Regions from separate parts of the Rattus norvegicus genome. Here region 2 is linked to region 1. A link is a contact called in public Hi-C data. All regions are on one chromosome and are shown on one strand. Each heading gives the region's core, a stretch centred on a gene start, on an enhancer-like site or on the middle of the called end of the contact. The rest is flanking DNA. Distances are from core to core; before and after follow the strand shown.

Region 1 (7,611 bases), core at 2,099-4,598:
TCATAAAGGTGTCTGAGACAGACAGGAAAGGAGGATCTTTAGGTCAAAGGGGTACCCCATAAATAGGGATGTGCATGCGTGCATGCACTTGTGTGTTTTTCACCTGGGTGCTGTGGTCTCTCAGATCCTCATCCTTGTGCAGCATACATTTTATGACTGGATGGAGCCACATCTGGAGCGACATTACAAAGATTTTGAATGATGGCTGAATTTACCAGGTCTTATGAAGACGAGGCAAGGAGGCCCTCTAGACCAAGGAAGGAATGTGCAAAGCTCTCACACAAAATAGCATCCCACTGGTAAGCAGCTTAGTTTATATTGCTTTCTAGACAGGGTCTCACTATGTTGCCCTTGCTGATCCAGAACTCTGTGCAAATCAGGCTGGCTTCAAACTCAGTGATTCATCTGCCCCTGAAGTGCTGGGATTAAAGGCAGGCCACCGTGCCTGGTTTAATACACAGCCTGTAGACAGTGAGGACTACTGGTTTTAGGCAGAGGGTATTTTGGTCAGACTGACATTTTACGAAAGCATTTTTGCAGTAAGTAACGAGAAGAACGAATTGGAAGAGAAGACTAGGCGAAAAGGCATGTTACATGCTTATTTCCTTCTTAAACATATATATGCATTGGGGCGGGGTACCAGGTTACAGATAATTGTAGAGGCGTCTGGTTTGGGTAACTGGATGGAAGAAGAAGCTAGCCATTTCTTTTTGAAGTGAGTTGAATTTGAAGGGCTATAGACTACCCACAAGATAAACGAAAACTGGGTCTGAAGTTTAGCGACATCTCATTCTTCTATCCCTAAATTGAATATTTTATATTAGAAAAAGATTTGTCTTTATCATAGATATTCCAACAACCCATGTGCTAACTAGTTCTATGTCAACCTGACACAAGCTAGACTCACTGGAGAGGAGGGAGCCTCAGTTTAGAAAATGTTTCTGAGATTGGGCTGTGGGCAAACCTATAGGACACTTTCTTAGTGGTTGATGTGGAAGGGCCCAGCCCACTGTGGGCGGGGCCATCCCTGGCCTGGTGGTCCTGGGTTCTGTAAGAAGGTAGGCCGAGCAAGCCACAAGGAGCAAGCCAGTCAGCAGCCCTCCTTCATGAAGATCCCTGCATCTGCACCTTTCTCCACGTCCCTCCTGTCCTGACTTCTTTTTCTTTTTTCTTTTTTTCGGAGCTGGGGACCGAACCCAGGGCCTTGTGCTCGCTAGGCAAGCGCTCTACCGCTGAGCTAAATCCCCAACCCATGACTTCTTTTGATGATAAACAGAGATAGGATGAGTAAGCCAAATAAACCCTTTCTTCCTCAAGTTGCTCTCGGTCACTGTCTCATCACAGCAGTAGAGACCTTCACTAAGACAAGCCATTTTCATTGAATGTGGGTACATTTGCCTTTCTAACCACCCCTTTTCAATCTGGTATTCCAAATATTTTCACCCTCTTCCAGTTCACAACCATAGGAAACCATAGTTGACACTGCTGTGAAAGAAACTTGGCTACTAAATTCAGGTTGTTACCTGAAAGACACATCATTGCTTGCAAAGTGACTTTAACATCTATTTCTCATTGTTGAGAGTTTAAAATAAAGTGTGTATATACAGAGATACAGAATATACGTCAGTCACTCTTATCTTATAATAAGCCAACTGAATGCTTATCTGCATTTTACAGGCACTCAACTCTTTTTTTTCATATATATATTTTATTTCATATATATATATATTAATGTATGAGTGCTCTGATGCATATATACCTACATGCCAGAAGAGGGCATCAGATCTCATTACAGATGGTTGTGAGCCACCATGTGGTTGCTGGGAATTGAACTCAGGACCTCTGGAAGAGCAGTCAGTGCTCTTAACCACCGAGCTATCTCTCCAGCCCTCAACTCTTATTAATAGTTAAAATTAAGAATTTTGCCCCCTCTGTGTAACAGTCCTGTATATCCTGGAACTTACGTTTTAGACCACGCAGTCCTAAAACTCACAAGAGATCCTCCTGCCTCTGCTCCCGAATGCTGAGACTAAAGGCATGCGCTGCCACACGCAGCAAATCAAGAAATGTCTATCATTTTTATATTTTCTGTGAAACAGCTGATAAACAGCGCTCACGATAATTATTAGTAATTTTTAAAGATCAACAAGATTAATTCCTTTTACTATATTGTCTATTTTCTACTCTTTTGAATTCTGAATTTATTTCTTAGTAAGAATTATCTTTATTCTCTGATTAGTGATTTATTTTTGTTTATGTCTGTGTGTCTGCCAGTTGTGTGTATGTGGGTGCCTGAGGAGAGCCAGGGATCACCTGGAGCAGGAGTCAGAAGCAATTGTGAGCCACTTGACATGGGTGCTGGGAAATGAACTCAAAGTTCTCTGGAAGAGAAGCAAGGGCTCATAACCACTGAACCATCTCTCCAGCCCCCGAATGGTTAATTTTTGAGCTAAAATGAGCACTATGTTAAAGCACACACGAAGCTGCACACATCCTGGCTAGTGTACTTGCTCCCACCATGCTGGTGGTACCTTTTTACCTGAGAAGCTAGGACCTGCCAAGCATTCTTTTCACTTTGTCTTCTTTACAACCTGTTGACGCATTACTATCATTTTTCAGAAAAGCGAAAATGAGCTATGGTTCAGAAATATTTTGGGGTAGTTAATCAAACGCAGGCATGTCCAATTTCTAAGCTTAATCGCCACTGGATATGATGCATTTTGCGTTGGCAACTTGACGGTTCTCGATTTAAGCTGTTTGGCCTTTTTTCCCCCCTTTAGAGCACCTGCCACTCTTCCAAAGGACTGGGGTTCGGTTCCCAGGAACCTAAAGCAGGTGGCTCACAACCGCGTTTAACTCGAATTTCTGGGATCCGACGCCTTCTGGCTTCTGCATGAACGTGGGACGCATAACTGACGCAGACAGACAGACACACACATACACACACAAACAAACAAGGAAAGTTTTTTTGTTTTTTTTGTTTTGTTTTGTTTTGTTTTTTACAAAACGTAAGATCTCTTGGAATGCAGGTAGGGTTTAATCGATAACTACGAAGCAGTACAGAGGCCTAGGGAGAAGGTATGATTGGCCCGCTAAGTCCCAAAGCTGGACCTCTCTGCCTCTGGAATTCTTCCGACGCACGCCATCACCACTAAACCTTGTTCTCTCAGGTGCAGAGAGATAAACCGAGGTCCTGCGAGTGGATAGGGCCTGCCTGGCCTGCCTACACCCGCCTCAATGCCAGCTCCGTTCCCGCAGCAACAGATCAAGAGCACACGACATTCCCCACGCCCCCAGCCCCACTGCACTCACCCGCAGCACGAAGGCAGGAGGCAGGAGGCGGTTCTCGAAAGGAGACAAAGCGCGCCAGCCAATCAGAAGAGCCCGGCTGCACTTCAGGCGAGCCACGGGATTGGGCATCAGGCGCTGCCACCCGCCTCTGAGGCGCGGTTTTCTGACTGGGAACGTCGCGAGATCTTCCCCAAGCGGAACCATTGGACCGCCCCTGTCTCTTCTGATCTCTGATTGGCCCTTTAGAGGAGAGGGTGATAGGCCCTGTGAATGACCATTGGCGGGTTCTGCGGGACCGCAGGCGGGCGGGCGACAGCGCGCGCGTTCGAACTGGCGCTTGGTGGCGTTGCCATAGAGATGTGGCCTGGCGGACTCCTTAGGCGGGTTGACGGGACGCTCTGCTAGCCCGGCTTAGGGCTTTCTCCTGACGGCACTAATTCTTCCGTCCTCCGAGAAACTGACTGAGGAGGAGCCGGGAAGGCCCTGAGGTGAGACACGGTGGCTTTGGCTTGAGCCCAAGCCCTGCGCCTGCGAGGGAAAGGGTGCGCTTGTCTCAGAGTAGCGTGTGTCGAGACCGGTATTTGCCGGGTAACTAGAGCTTGGCTTCTCGGATTCTTCGAGGGTTCACGCACTCTCCTATTTCGTCTCCCCGTCTGCGGTTTCTCCAGCAGTTACCTCGAACGCCACCATTCTTGAGGCCTTTCTGAATCCCCAAAGGCCCCTTGCCTTTGAAACATGCTCTTCAGAGCTAGCCTGAATTCGACTTTGGGTTGTTTTTGTGAACTTCCGGAAACCTCATTCTTCTTTTCCTCATTTAATTTTGACCTCTGAGATAAGACAAGCCTTTCCGCAATGCCTTACGCATAGTAGTTTTTTTTTTTTTTAAAGGAAAGTTCAGTTGGCTTTAACTCACTACGAATAGAATCGATTATCTTTTGTGTCTTGTTCTATTCAAACAATTTGGGAGCAGGTGGAAGAGAGGACACCCTAATCTCATATACAAAAAAGCTAGAAAATTCAGCGTTGGCAGCCCCACAATCGGAGCAGGAAGCCCTGCTTGCTTACTGTGGATGACAGTATTCTCTAGGCTGGGAATTCTGGACAGTAGTAAGAGTAGAGAAGGCGAGCTGACCACTAGCATACTGACATTAATTCATTGTTTACTGCTTTTATTATTTTAATTTTTGTGTGTGGGGTTATTTGTTTGGAGACAAAGTTAGATGTGACTATCCTGGAACTCTATGTTTAGAAAGGTAAAATTGTAACTTGGTTGCTACACCTCTTCCCCACATTGTAGTCTGGCCTAAAAATACCTCTTATCAGACCCCTAAATATATTTGCTTAAAACAGACCATTCTGTTGTTATATGCCAGTGTTATTTAGTGACCTCCAACTATCGTCACATTTTATCTGTGCTTTGGAAAATGAAATCAGTTATTTGACTTTGAGGGTTTTTTTTTTCCACTTAGCATTGTGTGTGTGTGTGTGTGTGTGTGTGTGTGTGTGTGTGTGTGTGAGAGAGAGAGAGAGAGGGGGGGGGGGAGAGAGAGAGAGAGAGAGAGAGAGAGAGAGAGAATATCTCATTCATGAGATTCATGAGCACGCAGCTTGTTTAGGCTGCTGCACTGCATATTCCAGGATATTTCTGTAACCCCCTCCCCCACTTCTCCCTAGGAGTGCTGGGGTTACAGATGTGTGATACCACATGTGACCTTTAATGGGGTTCTAGGCATTGAACTTAGATCATTAGGCTTATAGGTTTTGTGCATTTACCTACCAAGGTATTTCCTTGGCCTTGGCTTTTTTTTTTTTATAAATGTTATGTGTATGAGTGTTTTGCCTGTATTTATGTATACCTTGTGTGTGTGTGGTATGAAGGAAGCCAAAAGAGGGTTGGGTTCCCTGCAAGTGTAGATATAGACAGTTGTGAGACACCATGTGGGTGCTGGGAAAAGAACCCAGGTCCTTTGAAAGAACAGCCAGTGCTCTTAAAGGCTAAGCCATCTCTCCAGCTCCATTTTTTAAAAAAACTTTTTTGGGGATAGCATTTTACATTGTAGGAACATGCAATAATAATCCTGTTTCAGCTTCCTGAGTGCTGGAATTATAAATATAAGCCAACACACTCACTTTGGAAAATTTTTAAAACCTTTTATTATTTGTTTTATTTGTTGTTGTGTGTCTGTGTATGAACAGAGGATGGCTTTTGGGGAGTAGGTTCTCCTTTCCAGATTTATTTGGGTCATCAGACTTGGCAGAAAGTGCCTTTATCTGTTGAGCCCTCTTGCCTGCCTTTAAGACATTTTTTCTTTGCATTTATATTCTGCAGAGACAATTTTGTGACCATTCTCTTCAGAACATATTAACAGCTCAGCCTCTGACCATTCATCAGATATCCAGAATCCTGCTTCATTTCCAAGACTATTTCATTGTTGACTTGTGGCCTGTACAGTCACAATATTATTGCTGATTATTCTTTCTTATATGAAATTCATAGTTCAGAGTTAACATTAATGAAAAGATTCAAAATGTTGCCAGGCAGTAGTGGCTCATGCCTTTAATCCCAGCGCTTGAGAGGCAGAGGCAGGCAGATCTTGGATTTCAAGGCCAACCTGGTCTACAGAGTGAGTTCTAGGACAGCCAGGGATACACAGAGAAACCTTGCCTCAAACAACAAAATGTCAAGTATAGCAGCTGTTGTGATTTAGATATTGTGATGTTTAATGCTAATTGTCAACTTGACAAAACAGAACCACGTGGGAAAAACTGATGTCTGTGGAAGATTGACTTGTATTAACTGAGGTGGGAAGACCTGCTCACTGTGGATGTCCTAGGCAGGGGATTCTGGACAGTCTAAGAGTGGAGAAAGCAAGCTGATCACTACTGTCTTAAGTTAGGGTTTACTGCTGTGAGCAGACACCATGACAAAGGCAACTCTTACAAGGACAGCTGGCTCACAGGTTCAGAGGTTCAGTCCATTATCATCAAGGCAGGAGCATGGCAGCATCCAGGCAGACATGGTGCAGGAGGAGCTGAGAGGTTGGTATTTTGTTTTCTGTATAATGAAGGGTTGAATTTTTCTCATATTTCTTCATCTAGTGTCTATGAGGTATTTACCTAGTTTCTCCATGTAGACTTAGCAAATTTGTTCAAACTTTGTGTACTGTAGGTTAACAAGTTTTGTTAAGTGAGGCTGGGAATGTGGTAGTGCACACCTTTAATCCCAGCACTCTGGAGACAGGCTGGGATTAAAGGTGTGCACTAATAATCTCTGTGTTCAAGGCCAATTTGGCTTATATAGTGAGTTCCAGGCCATTAGGGCTACATAAGACCCTGTGTTAAAACACAAACACACACATAAACTCACTATGTGGACTGGCCTTGAATTTACAGATATCTGCCTACCTGTACCTCTGGACTACTGGGACTAAAGATGTGCACTACCACTCCCGACTGAGGTTATTTTTAAATTATGCTTTCTCAGCATCATCCCTGTGTGAGTAATGCCTGATTCCATAGGAACAACTGTTTCCAAAGGAGTTTGACTATGACTGAAATCATAGTAGCTTGGAAATTTATTTGTTTGTTTATTTTGGCTTTTCAAGACATGTTTCTCTGTTAGCCCTGGCAGTCCTGGAACTTAACATTATAGACCAGGCTTGCCTCAAACATACATTCATCTGCCTCTGCCTCCTGAGTGTGTGCACCACTACTGCCCAGCCAGCTTGGGAATTTATAAAGACTGATTGTAGCCATTATTTTTCTAGGTAAACACATGAGATATGGTTTGTTGACATGGTTTTATGGCTGCAAACTGGCAAAAAAATCTTTAAGTGACAACTTCCTGAGATTGAACTAAACTAAAATTTTAAAAATAAAAATAAACCACTGCATTTAAACCCAACATTGGTTGCTACTTGTCCCTATATTAAACCTTAGTATTTAGAATAGTAGGCCTGTGTTGACTTAAGATGACTGGGTTCAGCAATTTTGTTAGATTTATTTTTAGGTGATTAACATGAAACTAACTTTTTTTAAATTTGCAAACAATCTCAAAGGTCTTTTTTCTTTCTTTCTTTCTTTCTTTCTTTCTTTCTTTCTTTCTTTCTTTCTTTCTTTCTTTCTTTCTTTCTGTTTAAAGTAATATGGCAGTAATAGTGTCCAGAATCCACCACCCCTAACCGTAGGAATTCCATTGAGTACCATCTGTTTTAGTTCTTCTGCAGCTGTTGTTTTAAGCAGTTGTCTCCTGCCCTTTGTCTCTTGTGAAGCTCAGTTACTATAGATAGGATAATCCCTGGAGTTTGAAATAACTAGTTC
Region 2 (7,611 bases), core at 1,775-4,274, 87 kb before region 1:
GCACACTCTTATCCATTCTTTAAAACCAGGACAACTCTGCTTCTCCAAAGAGCCTTCCCTGGCTATTGTTATGAACTGTTGACCAGTCTCAAGGCTCTAACCTCTCTCCAGTCTGGTATCTAACTTGGTATATAACATTCTTGGGTCAGGGTGTCCACTTCAGTAAGCTGTCCCGTGAGCCTTGTCCTTCAGCTTCTCCTCTATCTCCCTGGTAGGAAGCACCTACTAACCCAGGCCCTGACTGTTCGGAAAAGAAGAGATTCGGTCTTATGAAATGGAGTCACAGAAGACAGCTGGCTCATTTGAGGATGAGTAAGAGTAGACAGGAGTTGGGGGATTCTGAGGAATGAGTAGGTGGGAGCCAGGGAGCAGAAACATACATATTGAAGAATTGTGGGAGTTTCAGGGGGATACATGGATTGAAGAATTCATTCATTATTCAAAGAAACATTTTGAACATCTGCTGTATGTAAGACACTACACCAGAAGTAGGGAATAGAATAATCAAGAATGCAAACATGGCAAGCCAGTGGGAGAAACAGATCCTAAACAAATCAAGCACACAACCAAAATCACAGCGATAAGCTGGGACGTGTGGTAGAAACCCAAGAAAGGGTGGTATGAATGAGAGCAGTGGGGCGGGGTGCTTTCGAGAAACCACAGGATGAGAGGCCCTGGGGCTCTGACAGCCACTGTTTCTTGCTCTTTGGCTAGTCAGGGACTCCCCACTGAGGCCCTTCCAAACTGGCCTTTCTCCATCCTCTCCCTTTGCAACACCCGGTAAGTTTTCAGAAATGGGCACATGGGAGGACCAGTGGAGCCCTGCTCCCATTGGTGGCAAAACCTTTAACCACATTGGCAGCTCTGTTGTGGGACTGACTGGGAGAGCTATTAATAGTATAGTGATATTTAATATTTAATAAGCAAAGACAGACTCTGTTGATGAGTCCCCCAGCATTGTGTGGCTTGCATACATCCTCCTAGAGATGGGAAAAGTACCCAAGGTCTCAGAGGGAGGAGGTAGGGGGGATATCATTCTGGACAGCCTTTCAGCTTTAGCATGTCAGGTTCATGTTCTTAGCACAGAAGCTAACTATGACAGGGATTCTGTCTGGGCAGCCTACCTCTAGGTGGGAAAGTCAGCAGCTGTTAGCATGCAGATTGCACAGTTGATGAGGGGAGTCTTCACTGAAGGAGGAGGACCCCCAGAACAGTTCCCTGAAGATCCTAGCTTCCAGAGAACCTTCTCTGTTCTTGGCTGGCCTTTCAGCTCCCAGGCCTGGCTTTGTTTCAGAAAGTCTAAGCAGGAGTCATGGTGTGTGGCTAGTGGTTAGGGAGAGTAGGCAGAGGAGGAGGAGGAAGAGGAATTGTGTGATGGCAGATGGCAGGGACATGTTTCTTCTCTTCATCAAATGAGAAGGGCCCCCACCTCAGTGATGGGGCTGTGGTAAGGCTGCTTAGAGACAAACGAGCTCTCCTCTCAGAGGATGATCCCATGAGAGGGCAGTTACACAGAGAGCTATGAAGGGTCTCAGAGACCCTGTCCTTTCCCCTATCCCATGTTAGTGATTCCTGTTGTCACAATGGGACCTTCTTGGAGAGCTCACTGTTTATAGAGGGCAGGGCTTGTTGTGCTGCTAGTTCACTTTACAAAGGTCAGTGGTCAGACAGCATTTAAAAAGACCCTCCCCATGTCTGTGTGCTAGAAAAGGAGGCAGCCTATCCTGGCTTTGAGTTCTGTCCAACATTTTGTCACAGTACCTTTCAAGCATATGTTTACTAGGAAGTAAAATGAACCCTTACATATTCACAAACAACTTTGACATCATTCATCCATTCCCCTTGCTGACAGATAATTCTAATTCATGTTTACCATCGTCTTGGGTCTGTCTTTTTAATGTTATCTTTAACAGATTGTGATGTTTTCACATCTCTTAACATCATAAAACTCTCACTTAGCTTGCTTGCTGTTAGTCCATACATTGTACTTGGTTGGCCTTCCTTTTTCAGATTTTATCTGGGATGTGTGTGTGTGTGTGTGTGTGTGTGTGTGTGTGTGTGTGTGTGTGTGTGTGTGTATGCGTGCCCTTGACATTGAGATCAGAGAATAACTTTGTAGGGTCAGTTCTGTCCTTCCGTCTTTACTTAGGTTCCAGGGCTCCAAACCAGGCGTCAAGCTTGTGCCACGTGGGTTTTATGTGGTCCTTGTTGGCACTTACTTAATCTGTAGTCCCTCCTACCTTTTCTTTTCTTGCAGTTACCTCTTTGAGGGTCTTTTGTTATGTTTCCCACATTCTGGTTTGTGAGTGGCATCCCTGTGCTGTTTTTAGTCCTATTCTTCTCTCCCACATTTCTGTAAACCAGTAGTCAGAGTCCATGCCTGAAGACTGCTTAGTAGATGTGCTGTGCATGAGCCCAGGTCCCTCTGAGGTATAGTTGAGTACATCATCCTCAGCACACAGCTGGCCTGTGGTGTGCAGACTGATTGATGGGGTAGTTATCCTGATTACAGCCCATTACAGAGGTTCCTCAACATTTACCTAATGTCCTCAGCATCCCTGCTGGTCATTACCTCGGGCCATTATTTCATTAGGAGCTTCCTGGTGCCCATCAATAGCCCTGGTTGCAGGCCGTCTCTCCTTGGCATCTACTTTCCCCACACCATCCTTATGCCACACCATCATTTCCTTCTGCATCAACCCAAGATGGCTCTAACAGGTCTTCAGACCTCATGGACTCCATTCTGCTTCCTGGGTGATCTAGGCTTCCCTGAGGGGAGGCTCCCGACTTGGTTCTCTTCTCACCGAGACATCTCTGTGAATCCTGCTAGGGCCATGCCTGACCCACAGGCCATGCCTGAGGTGTGCAAGCAGCTCAGGCTGCTGCTTTCCTGAGAAAGTTCTGCACAGGAGCTGGGTTTTCTTCTCCTGCCTAGGACTTTCTCAGGAGCCTTCTTCTGTACTGAGGATAGTCTTCCACATTTGTTTCCTCAGCTTCCTGCCCAAGTCGGGGTTCTGGCAGGCACCCAAGCCTGGCTTCCTGTTTACTGGCTGGGAGAGGTTGAGGGAGGCATGGGAAGGGCAACCCCAGCTGTCATGTCCTCTTCTCTCTCCTACCAAGTTTAACTGCCTTTGGGAGCAGAACAGTTACCATCCTCTGGTACTTTGGCATTCCTACACCTCCCCTGATCACCGCTCCTCTTTGATTCTTCTGTTTCGAGGAGAGACTGTAGATCTTGTGCTCTGTGTACATGTGCTCTAGACAAGTAAAATGCAGGCATCATTTTCTCAGTGGCCAAATGACCAGAAAGCCCAGAGTCTGGAGCTGCTGCTTACAGACTAAAATCCACCCAGACCCCAACCCTGCCTATGTAAATCTTGTACCTGTAACACCCAGCGTAGTCTTCTGGTCACTATGTCCAATGACATCGAGCTTTTGATGTAGCAGGAAGCCTGAAAGGTGCAGGCTGGTCAGGGATTAGCTATCAGAGGCAGGAAATAGCAGGTACTGTATTTTGGTGTCCATTGCCCAGTGTGATGGTTTCTCAGCATCTGTGGGGAATTGGCTCTAGGACCAGTCCCTCTGCCAACACCTAAAACCATGGTCATTCAAGCCCCTTAGTTATTTGGTAGCCAAGCATGGTGGCATGTGCCTAGAGTCTCCACAATTCAGGGCTGAGGCAAGAGGATTGCTTGAGTACATGAGTTCAGTGCTGACCTGGACAACATAGGCAGACCCTGTTTCAAAGAAGAACAAAATTGAAAGAAACTTAGAGTGGCATACAGTGTACACACACTTCTTAATACTTGAAACCCTCCCAAGATTCCTTGCCATGACTAATACAATGTGTGTACCATGTAAACAGTTATTTTGTTTGGTTGGTTTGATTTGGTTTGGTTTTGAGACACTATCTTACTATGTAACCCTGCTGACCTGAAACTCAAAGAGATCTACCTGCTTCTCCCTAAGTGATGGGATTAAAGGCATGTGCCACCATGCTGGGTATAAATGGTTATTGTACTATATTGCTTAAGGTAATGATTTTTTTTTTGGTTCTTTTTTTTTTTTTTTCGGAGCTGGGGACCGAACCCAGGGCCTTGTGCTTCCTAGGCAAGCGCTCTACCACTGAGCTAAATCCTCAACCCCAGGAATAATGATTTTAAAAAGTCCATACATGTTTAGTCCAGACATTTTCTGCCTAATATTTCCAACTGAAGTTGAATAAGTATATACATAATTCACAAATTCACAGGGTCAACTGTAGGATTTCTGATAAGAGGAACCTTGGATGTCCACCCTGGTTCCTCCATCTGCCTGACTCTTCCTTGAACAGTGAGAAAGAACCTGAAGGGCCACATTCTGCTCCAAAAGCAGACCTGCCACATAGTACTTTTTTACTCCCCTCTCCTGGATGGCCCCAGCAAGAATTATGTGAAACCCAATCTCTTTCATCCCATGAAGAGAGATTATCAGTGATGTATAGTAATACACATCTGTGATCCCAACACTTGGGAGGCTGAAGTAGGATTGTGAATTTGAGAGCAGTCTAATCCATGCAGTGAGACCTTCTGTCACAAAATAATAAAACAGTCAACAGAAACCAGATGTGGTAGTGCACACTTGTAATCCCCAGTACTCAAGAGGCTGAAGCACGAGTCAGCCCAGGCTGCATAGTGAGTGGTTCAAGGTGAACCTGGGACCCATAGAAAAACCCTATCTGAACTTCTCAAACTCCCTAAAAAAGCAGAGGCACAAAGGAAATTGGGTTGCTAAGTAACGGAAGTCCCTTATCCCTTACACTTAAGCAACTTCTCCTGCCTGTAAACATGGGAGTCCTGAGCAGGGTATGGAAGAGAGCCCTGTAATCTCAGCACTTGGAGACAGAGGGGGAGGGGACCAGACGGCCAGGGCATCTGCAGACACGCAGTAAGTCTAGGCCAGCCTGGGATGCATGAGCTCCTGTCTGAAGAGAAAAGAAAAGGAAACTGCTCAAATCCTCGAACGACCTGCAAGGCCTCGGATAGTCGGATAGTCGCCTGCAGCCTTCCCTTCCAGCTCACCTCAAGCCCTGTCGCTTCCACCCTGGCTGCACCCCGCCTCCCTCTGCTTCCCCAAGTTCTGCTTCCTTTTGCTCAGGGATTGTACCCATAATTTTCTCCTGGAATGCTTTGTTCTGTACCTTCTACCTTGTTTGGGTTAACTCCAACTTGTCTTCTAAGCTTGCCTCAGGGATCTTCTCTCCTTGTGCTTCTCACAGATGTAATTAGGAAATATATGGATAAGTGTTCTGTTGCCATAAGGACTTATAAAGTCCAGGTTCCATGAAGGCAGAGACCACTTCTGGTATCACATTAAACCCCTGAAAGTACCTGTCATATAGTAGACTTTCACTGACTACCTGTTGAATGAATGAATGAATGAATGAATGAATGAATGCATGAATGAAAATTTCAGTTTCTGATCTCTTATTTAGTCACCTGTCATTCTGTCATATTTAACATGTGCCCTGCTATTAGTGAACATTTACCAGACACACAGCATTTCACTTAACCTTTGCAACTCTGTGAAGGGGGTATCTGCTTAATCTACAGAGGGGGAGCTGAGACCCAAGGTCACAGCTAAGTGGCAGAGCCATATCAAACCCAGGTGTGTGGCCTTGGAACTCATTCTCTTAACCGTAGTACCACACTGCCCCCTCTTGGCATGTCCCAGAGTTGCCACCGGCTTCTGGTTAATTTCAGCTGTGTAATGAGTACTTGGCAGAGCTGGCTGTGGAGCCCAGCTGTGGAAGGATGCGACACGGGGGATGGACCCCCACCTGGGCTGCTGCTGTTCTAGGGTCATGCATTTCGAGGGCCTGCTGCCCCATATGGTTTCCATGGACCCTTGGCCACCCCCGGGCTGTAACATAGCATCTTGTTTAGAGAAAAGAAGGACCAGCTGTTTAAATGACCTGTTCAGCAGTGTCCCGGGGAGCAAGCATGTGCTGAGTAAGATCCTAATAAAGATAACTGAGAGGGAGAATGGGTGTTTGTCTCAGTGATTTACTCACTAAAAGCTGCACTCTGGAAATTAGCTTGAAGGCATTCCTAGGACCTCGTGAGAGGAGGGCAATACCTCTTGGTCTTAATTACAGTAAAGCTCAAGTTAGCCAGCGTGCCGAGGCTTCTCTGGTGGCAGGGAAATCGGGACTGACTTTAGAGTAGATGGGAGCATGCAGATGAGAAATATGTGGTGTAAATATAACCCCAGCTCCCATGTGTGGACCGTGCCAGGCCTGGTGTAAAGTACTTTACATTCATTACTCCCTTCCATTCTCACACCAGCCTTGCAAACTAGGGAATATTTCATCCACAGAAGGAAAGAGGCATTAATAAAAATAGCTTACCAAAAGTTATAGGACAGCTGGTCTTCCTGACTTCCAAACCAGAGCACGCCATAAACCAAGTTGGTGAGGATAGACAACTGACAGTGGTCCTGTGTTTAGAAATTTGGTTAAACTAGAAAAAATAGGCAAATGTATTCTTTTACTAGCCATTATAATTGTTTCTGAGTAAACACATCTAGGTGTGGTGGTCCATGCCTGTAATACCAGAGCTTTGGAGACCAAGGGTGAAGGATCACAAGTTCAAGGCCAGAGTGAAATATGTGGTGAGATACTGCCTTAAAAATGTATATACTTTTATAATGTAGCATTAAATAGATGCAGTAAACATACCATAGCACAGTATTATCATAGTGAAAAGAAAATTTAAAAAGCAAAGAAACTAATCATGGTGGCATATGCCTTTAGTCCTAGCACTCAGGATACAAAGGCAGGAGGATTTCTATGACTTAGAGGCCAGTCTGGTCCACAAATTGAGTGCCAAGATACATGAGACACTGTTGGTTCTTTGTTGTTTGTTTTTAAACCAGACACCTAGATAAGCTGACTCAACAGGTAACACCACGTGCTGCAGAATCCTGGTGACTGTAGTTTGATCCCCCAACAAAGATGAAAGGAGAGAACCAATTCTACAAAGTCGTCCTCTGGCCCTCACATATGTACTGTGTCATGTGTGTCCACACACATCATACACACTAATAATAAATGGTTTTCAGATGAAAAGATGTTTATAATCTATTTTCCTTGGCACAAAAGGCATATAACATAAAAGTTGCCACCATAAGATGCTATGAAATGTGGGTAGCCTGCATTTGTCTGTGTTTGAAGCTGTATATGTAGCTGTACATTTTGAAGTCTGGCAGTGTAAAACAGCAGCAGTTCTAATCACGTAGGAACCTGCACTTTCTTCCTTGTTTGCCCTTGTCCAGAATCTTATGATAAATCAATTTACCTCATTTAATCTTTCCTTTAGCACAGCCCCACACAGGCAATAGAGGTTACGTTCCATCACCCGCATATGTTTGGAATCAGGTGCTGTAGGGACATGTTGGCTAAATGCACAGAAGAGGGTGGAAATGTCACCTCAGGTGCTGCCGCTCCCCAGGCTGGTCTTGTTCCTGCTGGGCGCCCTCAGCTTTAAACTCACATCTCCCACCTTCTCTAACTCTTCAGGCTGTGAGGAGACCAGGCATCTCTTTGGAAATGAAGCTCAACATTGAGCAGAT

What was found. Hi-C and Micro-C count contacts between places; a contact is called where the count stands out from the background.
Region 2: a Hi-C map of Schwann cells shows a contact between it and region 1, with 9 times the contacts expected there. The contact joins the enhancer-like site here to the promoter of Nudt2 in region 1. A contact is called at or near these places in 4 of 12 Hi-C or Micro-C datasets (the A7r5 cell line, Schwann cells, frontal cortex and 1 more).

What each region holds. Positions count from the first base shown.
Region 1 is chr5:61,419,913-61,427,523 of GRCr8, reverse strand. It overlaps Nudt2 (nudix hydrolase 2), which reads right to left and starts at 3,348. Exons shown (of 3, transcript NM_207596.2): 1 at 3,313-3,348. It overlaps Kif24 (kinesin family member 24), which reads left to right and starts at 3,642. Exons shown (of 12, transcript XM_039111402.2): 1 at 3,642-3,779.
Region 2 is chr5:61,506,169-61,513,779 of GRCr8, reverse strand. All of the region lies in intron 1 of Fam219a (family with sequence similarity 219, member A), which reads left to right. Among named protein-coding and RNA genes, the nearest start is that of Fam219a, 16 kb to the left of the region's middle. Within about 2 kb of position 3,024, at least 21 of the 93 cell types and tissues checked have an H3K27ac peak or open chromatin away from gene starts, as enhancers often do.